2 separate regions of the Rattus norvegicus genome follow, and region 2 is linked to region 1. A link is a contact called in public Hi-C data. All regions are on one chromosome and are shown on one strand. Each heading gives the region's core, a stretch centred on a gene start, on an enhancer-like site or on the middle of the called end of the contact. The rest is flanking DNA. Distances are from core to core; before and after follow the strand shown.

What was found. Hi-C and Micro-C count contacts between places; a contact is called where the count stands out from the background.
Region 2: a Hi-C map of liver shows a contact between it and region 1, with 2.1 times the contacts expected there. The contact joins the enhancer-like site here to the promoter of Antxr2 in region 1. A contact is called at or near these places in 3 of 12 Hi-C or Micro-C datasets (kidney and liver).

Annotation. Positions count from the first base shown.
Region 1 is chr14:11,841,809-11,847,826 of GRCr8, forward strand. Antxr2 (ANTXR cell adhesion molecule 2) reads left to right here and starts at 3,966. Exons shown (of 17, transcript NM_001398916.1): 1 at 3,966-4,710; 2 at 5,413-5,484. The coding sequence starts at 4,559.
Region 2 is chr14:11,901,644-11,907,482 of GRCr8, forward strand. Antxr2 (ANTXR cell adhesion molecule 2) reads left to right here. Exons shown (of 17, transcript NM_001398916.1): 11 at 274-352; 12 at 5,108-5,203. Among named protein-coding and RNA genes, the nearest start is that of Antxr2, 59 kb to the left of the region's middle. Within about 2 kb of position 2,643, at least 1 of the 93 cell types and tissues checked has an H3K27ac peak or open chromatin away from gene starts, as enhancers often do. A contact at or near this core is called in liver, where this site is marked.

The sequences.
Region 1 (6,018 bases), core at 2,716-5,215:
TTATTTTCTCCCTCTGAATCACTTTAGATACGGCACAATGAATCACTTCCGACGTGATGAGTATATGAATCATTTCTAGTACTAGACACCCCCAGAGAGTCATGTCCGTCACCCTAGGATGCCAGGCAAGGAAGCCTGCTTGTAAGTAAGACAGATTTTTTTTTTCTTAAATTTTTCAAACCTGAAAGATGCTTTTAAAGACGCTTGCCTTTATTGTTACTTATTTGCCTAGTTACTTCTTATTTGTTGGTAAGGTTAGGTAGAAATGAATTCATTTCTATGCAAATCTCTTGAGATCAGGATGTACAGCATTCTAACCTATTTTTAAATTTTGTGTATATGTGGGCATTTGTTTGCGAGTATTACAGTTTCAGGCTGCTCACAGATGCCAGAAGAGGGCTTTGCATACCCTGGAGCTGAGTATCAGAGGCAATGAGCTTCCATACATAGGTGCTGGGAACTGAAATCTGGTCCTCTGCTTAGAATGCTTGCTCTTAGCCACTGGACCACCTCTTCATGAGTGCGTGTCTTTGTCTTTTCCTTTTTCCTTCCTTTCTCCCCCCCCCCTGACTCCCTGGAACTCTGCATTCCCTTTCCCATTCTTACAGGGAAAGGACACTTTGGTTTGAATCTTTGTGCTCACCCAAGCCCTTACAGTTCCCTTGGGGATAGAAAAGGAAAGTGGTGCTGTTGTCTCAGTCCAACATGGCCAGGAGAGAGAATTCCAAGTGTACTCTGGCTCTCATCTCCTTCATGATTGCTTGAGAAAAAGCGTGGTCAGCAGCAGCATTTGCCAGGGACACTCCCAAGGAGGGACTGACCTAGTTTTAGCTTTAGCCCATGTCCTTGGACTCCCCACAGTAGGCAGTGAATCAGGACAGCTGGTTACACTAATAACCAAATACTAGTAAGTATTTTTTTTTTTTTGTATGCGAAAGTGATTTGGTTGACTATTGATCTCTGCTGGTTGAGGCCATTTCCTGGTTTGTGGTCAATCTTGCATGAGCAAGCTCATGAAATGCAAGACTTCTAGTCCTATGCTGTACTCATCACCTACACAAACCAACAAAGAACCATGAGCAACATGGTTAGTGTGTCAGTTACTTCTACTGGCCTTGTGATCTGGGAAGCACCGAGGACAGAGTGTATTTTGCTATAATTTGGGTGTAAGAGAAGACATCAAAGTCTACAGGATGAACAAGCAACAGGTCAACAAACCAGGGGCAAAGGGAGCCAATTATCTCACCAACAGGCAATACACTATAGCACATCTCTTCCAATTGCTTCTTGAAAACACTTTCGCAGTTCTGGGAGACTTCATACACCCCTGATTTTTATTAAGTTATATATACTGCTATGGTATTAGTTGGTAAAAGTACTCAAAGTGTAATTCTCTTTTGATTAGGATTAAAGTTGAAGATGGAGACTCAACTGCAAGTCTCCTAAAAGGCATTTACTATATGAACTCCGGGCATTAGCTGAACAGTTCCTAGTTCGTCGTTCATCATAGGTAGTCAATAAATATTTTATAAAGTGGCTGTCTCCTGCCCTCGAAGAGCTGACATTGACATATCTGGCTGTAAATCAAGAGCATAATAAATAAAAAGTTAAATATAAATGGTGACAAACAATACAGATGCAAAAAAAAAAAAAGGCAGCCTGTAAGGACCACAGGAACTTCTTATTATGAAGCACTGACTTGTTCAAACGTGAGGGAGGAGGGGCTGCCTCCCCTCAGTCATCCTGTGTGCACCGGTGACATTGAAAGCTCTGAAAGCTACTTGACGAAGCAAAAGCGGAAGTCACAGGTGGCAGTGGTGGAGAAAAGAGGAAAGAGGAGGAAGAGAGCAGAATCTAAGCAGAAATTTGCACACAGACTTCAGCTCCTGTAGGACTTTGGCAAGAGCAGATAAACTCGCCCCCAGAAGTCTTGTTATTCAGTTTCTTCTTTGATGCAAACATAACCATAAAATTGTACATGCTAATATACACATTATACAATGCTTACAAGTTGCCCAGATTTATCTCCTCCACTATCTAGCCCTTTCAAGGTGAAGTTCTTGATAGCTAGGCTCAGTGGAAGTGGGACAAGATATTCCGAGGTGCTTTTCTCTGCTAAAGAAGTGATTGCTGGCCCCTTGCTGGGAGAGATGGAAATTAAAAGCCCAGTGCCAGGTGAGGGATAGATAACCTTCCTTTAAGTTGTCAGTTACAGGTGTCCGAACGAGTCCCTAAATCAATACAGGCTATTAAAATTACTCTTGGTTGCTTACCAGAACTTGATGTCAAGACCTATTGCTGTAGACACTATGCATTTTGGACACAGGACTTTGAGGAATCCATCTGTAACTGACCTAGATGTAGTCTCTCTGCAGTCTGGTTCTTATAGTCTTAGAATTATTATGTAAGCGGCCAAGAAAGAAAAGCAATCAATAGTCCCGCCTACCAGTGAGGCTTGCGAGCCACAAGAATGACTAGCATGGCAAGCAAGATGTGACCATTTCTACAATAATGGTACAAAGGCTATAGGGTAATAACCATTTTCTGATTGTGTTTCAGACCCGCTACACAAAAAGAAGCATATCTGATACTCTAAGTCTGGCCAAGAACCAAGTCTGGCTGTGTTGCTCACGGGTCACAGAAGTGAGTCTACTACTCTGGGGCAAATAAATGGACGTCAAAGCAAAGGGCCCTCTGAATTCGTTTATCTCTACTTCGTAGATCAGCACAACTCTTAGATCCCGTCAGACAAGTTTCTTGGTGCAGGGGATTGCAGTTAACGCAGAAACCCACAAATGGCCAAATCAAAGAGAATGCCCATGGAACGTTCAGCCACAAATGGGACACATAAATCATAAGCCCTCCTTAACATTCTGGGACAATCCAGAAAGGGTGGGAGTAGGGTGAGTGAAAAGATTCCAAGAACTTGAAGTCAGGCACCGGAGCAAAGCGCTGTCCTCAGGACAGGACAAGATTGCTGTACGCATGGATACTCAGCCGCTGAAACTGTCGCATAAGACCTGCAGAAGATCAAGCCAGTCCACGTGCTAGCATGGATGGGAAAACTTTCATGAGACCCCACCCTTCACCCTCGAGCTATGCACAGTTGATGCCTTCTGGGCTGGACTGTAGTTTTCCTTAAGAATTAGCTCATTGGGGTTGGGGATTTAGCTCAGTGCAAGGCCCTGGGTTCGGTCCCCAGCTCCGGAAAAAAAAAAAAAGAAAGAAAGAAAGAAAGAAAGAAAGAAAGAAAGAAAGAATTAGCTCTTTGTATGTCAAACCTACTCCGGTGGGTGGCCCTGTGGACCAGGTGTATATGGACTACTCAAATTGGAGTCTATGGGTTCTGGAAAAAAAGGAAAAGGGACACCAAGGTGAGGGTTGTGTGTAGGAAGGGTTGATGCCAGAGGGATTAGAGGGAGGTGTTGGGGGTGAATATATATGATCAATACATGTCGCATGAAATTCTCAGAATTAATGAGAAATGGAAAAAATATCAAGTAGAAAAAAAAAGAAAGAATGGAAGAAAAAGAGGAAGTCTCCTTTCTTAAACACGAAGGCCTGTGTCACCAGGTCGGTGTGTGATGGATAAGGGGTGCGGAGGGGTGAGGTGGAGGGATGAGGCATAAGGCCATCACTGTCCACAAGACAGCTGGTCTTGAGTCTCTAAACCGCGCGGAGGGCTGTTCCAGCACAGCTGGGGAAACTAGGCCGGGCCAGGCTTGTGGAAGAGTTGGGTATGTTTAGTATCTAGAGGACGTTTGTTTTTCAGAACTCCTCTCTCCATTCCGAAATCGGGCAGGCGTTAGTCATCCGCCGCTCAGCACGAACCCATAAGTGTGCTTGTGTGGCTCGGCGGGCTTCCTCCCGTTGCTCCGCCCTCGGGCTCGCACGAGCAAACCGGTCAGCGCCCACCCCCCAGGCCTGGGCTGCCCCGGGTCCTGCGCCTCCCCCGGGCGCTCTGCATCCCCAGCTGTAGAAGCTCGCCCTGCGGCACGGCGCCAGGTTCCGGGCAGAGAAGAAAGTTGTAAAGTGCTGCGAGGAGTTGGGCGGTCTGAGGAAGAGAGGCGGAAAAGGAGGACTCGGCTGAGTTTCCCTGGCGATCGTGGGGTCCGCGGGCATCTGTCCCACTGCTCATCACGCCAGCTAGACGCCAGCCTCTCTACTCCCGGGTGGGCGCTGGAGACTCGGCGGGAGGCTGCGAGGAACTTGTCCTGAGAGCTGTCGCCGCGGGCCTCATTGTCTGCAGCAACTCTCCGGAACCCGGAGTGGGAGGACTGGACTCCGTCCACTGGGATTTGCCCAGAGTTCCGGCGGCAGCTGTGGCGGCCGCGGAGACTCTCTTTGTCCTCCCAGGACTTCGCTCTCTCTCCTCGGTGGCAGCTGTTGGGTGGCTCTGAGCTTGGAGCGGGCATCCCAGCCCCGCTCAGCCTCTGACCCTGGGGTGAGTCCCCAGTGACTCCGCCTCTTTCTCGTCTTAGCTCTGAGAAGCCCAGTAGCAGACCCCGGAGCCCGAGGGGTTGTGAGACGAAGGGAGCCTCTGGTCCCGGGTCACAGGATGGTGGCAGGTCGGTCCCGGGCGCGGAGCCCTGGGAGCTGGCTGTTCCCTGGCCTGTGGCTGTTGACTGTGGGCGGTCCGGGGTCGTTGCTGCAAGCCCAGGAACAGCCCTCTTGCAAAAAAGCCTTCGATTTGTACTTCGTCCTGGACAAGTGAGTGAAGGACTGTGGGGTCAGGGTCTCCTGGGAGGGAGGACAAGCTGGGTCCGCTAGGACTGAAGTTGAGGTGTGTTTGCGTTCCAGGGAAGGCAATGGGCACTCTCCTTAGTGTGCATGTGGTTGGTTCATCTCAAAAGCAAGCTCGTTAGCTGTAGAGAAATAGTCCAGGGGTACTTGGTTCTCCAGAGGAGGGGCATGCTCTGCTTTCTGCCCTGGAGTCTCTTGGGAAATGGGAGTGTGGCCACCTGCAGCTTGTTTCATCCCAGGGAACTTTTGTGACTCTTTGGCATCTTTATCACACTCCCCTAGACCCCTATAGACATTCTAAAGCTTGCCAATTTTATCCGGCTAACAGAGCTTTCATGGGAGCCAGGAAAAAAAAAGCCTTAACAAACCCAATGTGGTTTGCATTTCCTGAGAAATGAGGTCTTGTGTTTTTATTTTGAAAAGCCAGGTCTCACTCGAATCAGTTGCCCCCAAAGAAGTGTGGTCTTCCTGGTTTCCTTGATTCATCCCAGACACTAAAGTTTCAGCTCTGGATGTGAACAACCCGAACATGCACTTCACTTTGAAGAGGGGAGCGAGGCCCCCAGTCCACTTCTGTCCCCATCATGTGCCTTGTAGAACTGAAGAAATGTTTGCCATTAAGGCCCACCCACGTTTTGTCTTTCTGATCAATTTATCTTCCTCTTTCAGGTCTGGGAGTGTAGCAAATAACTGGATTGAAATTTACAATTTTGTCCACCAACTGACAGAGAGATTTGTGAGGTATGTCTCCCCATTGTACCCTTCTTGGCATTGGAGGGGAAACCGAACAAACAGCCAGGTTTCCCTGTGCTGAAACCCTTTGCAAGGAAAACCTTCCCCAAAATCAAAATGCTGAGTTTTACAGGTCCCAAGGTGGCTCTCTCACGCATGGTGTTCTGTCGAGCCTTTCAGCTTAACTTTTGCATGTTCAGTTTATCTGGCTCCTAGAAACTTGGCACAAGGTGTGAGGAGACATCTTCAACTCTTAATGTCTTTTCCTCTTTGACCATTCATCTGTTTTGAGTTTGGGTTATGCTTTCTCATAATTTACCACATTAAAAAATACATTTTTATGCAAATAGTATCCATACCATATTTTTCAATTCCACACGCTTAGCTCTGTAAACGTCCACATTTAAAAGGAGAAAGTGTTGGGAAACTTTAAATGAATGCATGCTAATAACCCACAAGCCGAAAAGCACTTGTGTGTGTGTGTGTGTGTGTGTGCATGTTTAAAGAAATGAGTTGTGTTCACACAATGCATGGGTGCATGGC
Region 2 (5,839 bases), core at 1,393-3,892, 59 kb after region 1:
ATTTCTGTGTAGAGCAAAGTTATCACATCTAGGGGACACATACCGTAACAGTGTTCATGGTGTCTTTTCTCCTCTTGCCTCAGTGTCGATAGAACAGGTTTGAAATCAAGTTGAATCCTAGATCCAAGACTTTCGCCAAAGCAATTTGCCTTGAGTCTCCTGTGAAACTATAAAAGTCCTGATTGCTTAAAAAAGCTGTGGTAATGATGAAGTAGTCTTCACCTCCAGCATCCCCTAGCTGACTTAATTATTGCTTCTTCACTCTTTTTGTAGAACTCTTGAAGTTTCAATCGCCTTTAATGACGGGAAGTCTGCTGTCTCAAGATCCTTAACAATCACAGCCACAGAATGTGTGAGTAAAAAGCTAATTACCTTTAAAATGATTTTTATCATGAGATCAAACCTAGAGTTCTATTAAACATGGAAGCCATGAGCCAAGAGAAACAACAGGACAAGGAAACTTTTGTAGAATTTATCTTCATTTTTTTTCTGTTTTGATCTCTTTTAAAGGCTATCTAAAATACATCACATTTTATTATTTATGAAATCTCTCAAAGTAATAGTTTTAGATTTAAAAAAGTAAGAAAATAGAAACAAAGCAGTCTTCTGAGGAGGTTAACTATGCAAGTATTTTTTTTTCTATTGTGAAGATAGAATTTACTAACCAAAATGCTGATCAAGTTTTGAAATTACTAGTGAGTATTTAAAGGTGACATCGTCATTTTGTTCATGGAGACTCAGTCTGTGCCTTCTCATGTAAGTAAGAAATCTCTTCTGAGAGCTTGGTAATGGCGAAGTTTGAAACTATGTTTTGGTTGAGTTATTTATTTGCATTACCTAAAATTCAGTATTTTAAAATATAAAATCCACTGAGACAGTTTTTCCCCTACTAGTTAATTTTGTATATAGACAGAAACCTTTGATATTGGTTTGTAGAACATAAAAACAGGACACACTGTATTGACTGCCCAGCAAATAAAGAAAACACAAGAAATCCTTTTTTTCCTCCAAAAGTCCAAATAGCAAGCTTAACATTTTCCCACATCATGTTTTTATGCATGGATTAGGGAGGCATACACTGTTGCCCCTTAGGGATATCTGTTCCTCACTGTAAGACAATGTTGTAGGAAAAATGAAGTATCCACACAGGCCTTTGAGCCTTTTGAACTCTCTGGATAATTTTATTAACATTTCTTTCTGTTCTGTAGACAGCAATCCTTTTTTGCAACTTCTAGGTTTTGCGGATGTTGAAATCTTTTGGTTTTCTCATCTCAGGATGTGGTTGATTGAGGTTAACAAATATTTGTGCTGTGAAGTTAGTCGCTCGGGTCTTAGCTCACTGAAATGACACTCTTCCTCTGTCCTTCTCACTCTTCTTCACACCCTCCTCCCTTTTAAAAATCTTTCTTCCTTGCAGGCATGGAAACAGGTATTTGTTTCTGTCTTGCAGTCAAGAGCTAGTTGGCTGTATGGACTCCGAGATAGAATGACTCTGAGCCTGGTGGGTTCTTAGGAGACTTGTTCCCAAGGTTGTTGAAGAATAAACTGTTTGGAAAGTGAGTACTGGTATGTGAGAAGTGTGGAAAAGCTGGAGATAGAAGTATTAAACATTGAATAAGGGATCAAGGTGAGTCTCATGGAGACAATGACGTTTGAGTCAAGGCTGGAAAGGTGACAGAGTGAGTTCTCAAGACCATGAGTTACCGGAAGGTTCTGTGCAGATAGGCCAGATGGCCAAAGCCTGAGGTAGGACAGTTTCTAAAGAAGAGTTGGTGGTCAGCGCTGGAGTGGAGACATGTCAGGAAAACTGGGGTCTTGATGAGGAAGAATCTGTGGTGTACGGGGGTGTAGGACATTTGATCCTGTGTGAGTTACTGAGAGGCTTCGAGACTTTCTTCCCAGTTATGGAAAGAAGCTTGAACAGTGACACACACTTAATGCCTACAGGGATCCCCTCTGGCCAGTGTGTGAAAAACGAACAGGATGAAAATATTGACACCAAGTCTCTTAGCAGCCCTGTAGTCGAAGACGCATGGAAAGGAAGTAGTCCTGTTGGGGTGACTGGTGGTGGAGATGATTAAGACGAGATTAAATTTCAGTAGATTTTAAAGCTCTAGCATTTTGTCAAAGAGCTTAATTCGTGGGAGTAAGAAGGATATTTAGAGTCTTCCCCCCCCCTTTTTTTTGTTGAGGTGTGGGAAAGATAATTAGTTATCTTGTAGAATATGAAGAGTTACCTTTTGGTACTGTTGGGTGACAGATGTGTCCGAGTGACAGTCGTCATTTGGTGGTGATGATATGGAAAACTCCTGCCTGTCCAAATGTTAGTGCTTTGCAAAGTGATTCTTGGAGTTGTGTGCAACACCAGTCCCATGTGATGTTTACCAGAGAACGGGCCTCAGCCTTCCAGTGGTTTCTGTTGTCCCTTCAAGTGCCACTCACTCTCTCAGACCCTAGGCTTCCACCACAGTGGCTTCTCTCTTTTGAAAGGCTGTTTGTTATAACTCCGCAGTTCCCCCACTTGCTCCTCCTTCCTCAAGCACTGCCTGCCAGGTTCTCCCATGCATCTATTAAGCTCCCTTCCTCAGACTTCACAGTGCCATTATTTTGCTCAAGGTCCATGTTATTACCCAAGGGCTACATGAGTACACATCCAGTCAGTGGACTTGGCACCCATTTAACACTCTAGCAAATAGTACTGGCTCCTCATATATGGTTTAGAAGTATTTTTAGATTTCTGTTCTGTATATAGAACCCACTTAATCCAAGAGAAGTGACAACCATGGGTTGAATATTTTTGAGGACTTTTCAACTGGATGTTTACGGATTGCATTTCTGAGTAAAAGTGAGGAACTTTTGGTTTGTGATCGTGACAAAGATTTAGGGATCACAGGACCAAATTGCATAAGCTTCCTCATCTGGCTTCAAGTCCGCACCATGGCGTCAGCTCACATGCTTGGCCTTTTCTTAATTTGTTTATGAAGTTATACGAGCCATGAGATTACTTCCTCTACCACACCGACCGCTCTGTGCTCTGATGTTAGCTCTGACAATGAAAACAGAGGAAACGGAGAAGCTGGGATTTGTACACAGAGAGTCGAGCTCGTGTTTAGGACAAGTACAAACAGACTCAAGGTCAGGTAGCTTGAGACCATCGCTTCCTCCATTCTATTTCCCATCATGCTTCCTAACACAAAGGAAAGTGAGATTCTTAGTCCTTTAGAACACACGTAGTCTAGTTTAAATTTTAGCAGACAGTCTTTGGAGTCAGTTGGGATGACAGCGTCACCACACTCAATGTTTATTTCTTTTGTGGCGACGCTTTGCTTTTTGTCATTCTTACTAATAGAAGCCCTTGATTTTGAGGGAAACAAAAATCAAGAATTTTAAGTGCCCATCTACTTAGTATTTCAAAAGTCAGCACAGGTTTGTGAGTTTCTTGTTCATTGAATACCCATAGGAAGAACAAACGGACCACACAGTTTTTGCTGATTCATGGCCTTCAGTTGCATTTCCTCATCTGTGAAAAGGGTATAGATGTGGAAAAGGGGGGAGATTTGGATGTTCACAGAGTTCTCTGTGAAGTTGTATAGCACAGCCACATCGAGAGTATATGTGTGAGTTGCTAGGCCTAAGCTGGGGGATGAGGATCTCCACAAGATCCCGCTGTTGAAGGTAAGACCAAGAATGCATAGGGTTCTCTCAGAGTATGTTGCAGTTTCCCATGTAACCACTTCTTGGAAGTGCTTTCCCATATATTCCTGTCTACCTAGTTTGGCACTTACTGTAAACTGCCTGTGGGGGTGGTGTGGTTTGTGTCTTAAGTGTGCAACTTGTGGGGAAGGATGACCAGCTTCCTGTATTTTCCTCATCTATACTCAGTCGTCTTCTGTTAACTTTAAGAAGACAGTATTTAGAAGTTTGTCTAAAATTCTCCATCAAGTACTTCTTTCTCTTTGTTTTTCTTCCCTGAGTTCTTTCTGTTTTTAAAAACAAACAAATCTGACAAAAGACGACCAATGAAAATGGTTTTCCTGGGGATCCCAGAGATGGTGGGTTTGGAAGAGACAGTGTTCTCATGTAAAGTCAGTGCAAAGTTCTGTTTACAAAGCGAAAGTGTTGATATCCGTTTTGACACTCGTGTCATGTGGAGTCCGGTCGATTTGGAGTTTACTTTCTTGGTATATAGTTTGTAAATGTCAAATAAGGAGGATCGAGAGGTAGGCTGATTAAAAATGGCCTTGACTTCCTCAGAGATGCACAGTCATGACAGAAACATGGACTTAAAAAATCCAAACCTCACAGTTAATTCCATTTAAAAAACGCTGCCTTTAAAATGTAGAGAAATTCTTTCTAAATTTGTGTCTGATCCAGTGGGCATTTGGAGAATCCTAGGAAGGGTTCTTGCTAGAGACAGTTGGCCTGAGGCCTGGAGGATGACTCAGTGGTTGCTACAGTGATGCTCACAGGCAGGGCCCAGAGCAGGTGCCCAGAGGGTAGAGGGACTTGTCGGATAGACAGTGGAGAAATGTAAGCACAGGTCTTAACCTGTGTCATATGTGAAGCATGACCTGAAGTCAGTGGAAGGAAGGACTTATCAGACTGAAGTCTCACTGAGACACTCATAGCAACAGTCATTGTTTCTCTTATCGACCTGTGTTTTATATCTACCTCACCCTCCAAGTATTGCAAAGTAATTACTGCTGAGTCATCATAAAACCTGGGGAAATTCTGCCCGGAAGAAATTGGACTCGAACCAATGAAATTGTTGCCTGTGCACAAAAGTCCCTAACGGACCGTTTGCTTAATCTTCAAAAGCTGTGGTTTTCACATTCTTTTAAGACATATTTAAATCAGTCTGCAGCATGTTGGAAGATGTTGGGTTTCTTGCTAACCATCTTCACACGATGTAACATGCAAGAAGTGAAATAGAAAGGAATTAATAATTAAAAAATACATTAATAACTTTTAAAAGAGTAGAACAGAATCTCAGCTTATACTGTTTCGCCATTTTTCTCCAGGGTGTGCTTCCTTCAAAGGATAAAAAAGAACATGTACGTTTCGACCTTAAACCTTTCTTTCTATTGTTTATCTTTTCCCTGTACAGTCCAACGGGATTGCAGCCATCATAGCTATTTTGGTGTTGTTGCTGCTCCTGGGCGCTGCCTTGATGTGGTGGTTTTGGCCCCTTTGCTGCAAAGTGGTAAGAAGAATTTTCAACTCCTATTTTCTTTATAAAGCACTATAATACCAAATAAGGCCTGGTGTACGAATAAATGTCACATGGTCCAGCAAATCAATTAATTAATTCAGCGATTAAAACAGAAAAGTTTTAGTTGGCAACCTGAATCTCGATTATTTTACAACTACAATAAATTCTAGGAAACACGTCAATATCCAGCATGAAGTCCACGTCAAAGACACTTTGGAACTCAGGTTGGTGGAGAGAAGTATAGAAAGGTTGGGGATGGTTGGCATGAATGTCCTTCCATTTAAGCTCAAGAATAGTTCTGGTAAACGGACGCCATTTTCTACCATCATCATGAGAGTTGTGGGCCTGTGGCTGTTCTACATGCTCACGGAGTGCATATCTTTGAAGATCTATGACACAGGATGTTCTTTTATCTTACAACTGTAACATGTTTTAGAGATTAATCCAACGCAGAGGTTAGGCTCTCAGTTAAACAGGTATTTTTAGACACAGACAGACAGCTTGTACCATGTTCAGGTTCACAGAAAGCCCATCAAAGAGTTTGGTACTGTGGAGTCCCCCCCTCTCGTTGTCCTAGCAGGTCACCACCCACGTGACACATTTTTTACCTAATGGTTGTTTCTCTGC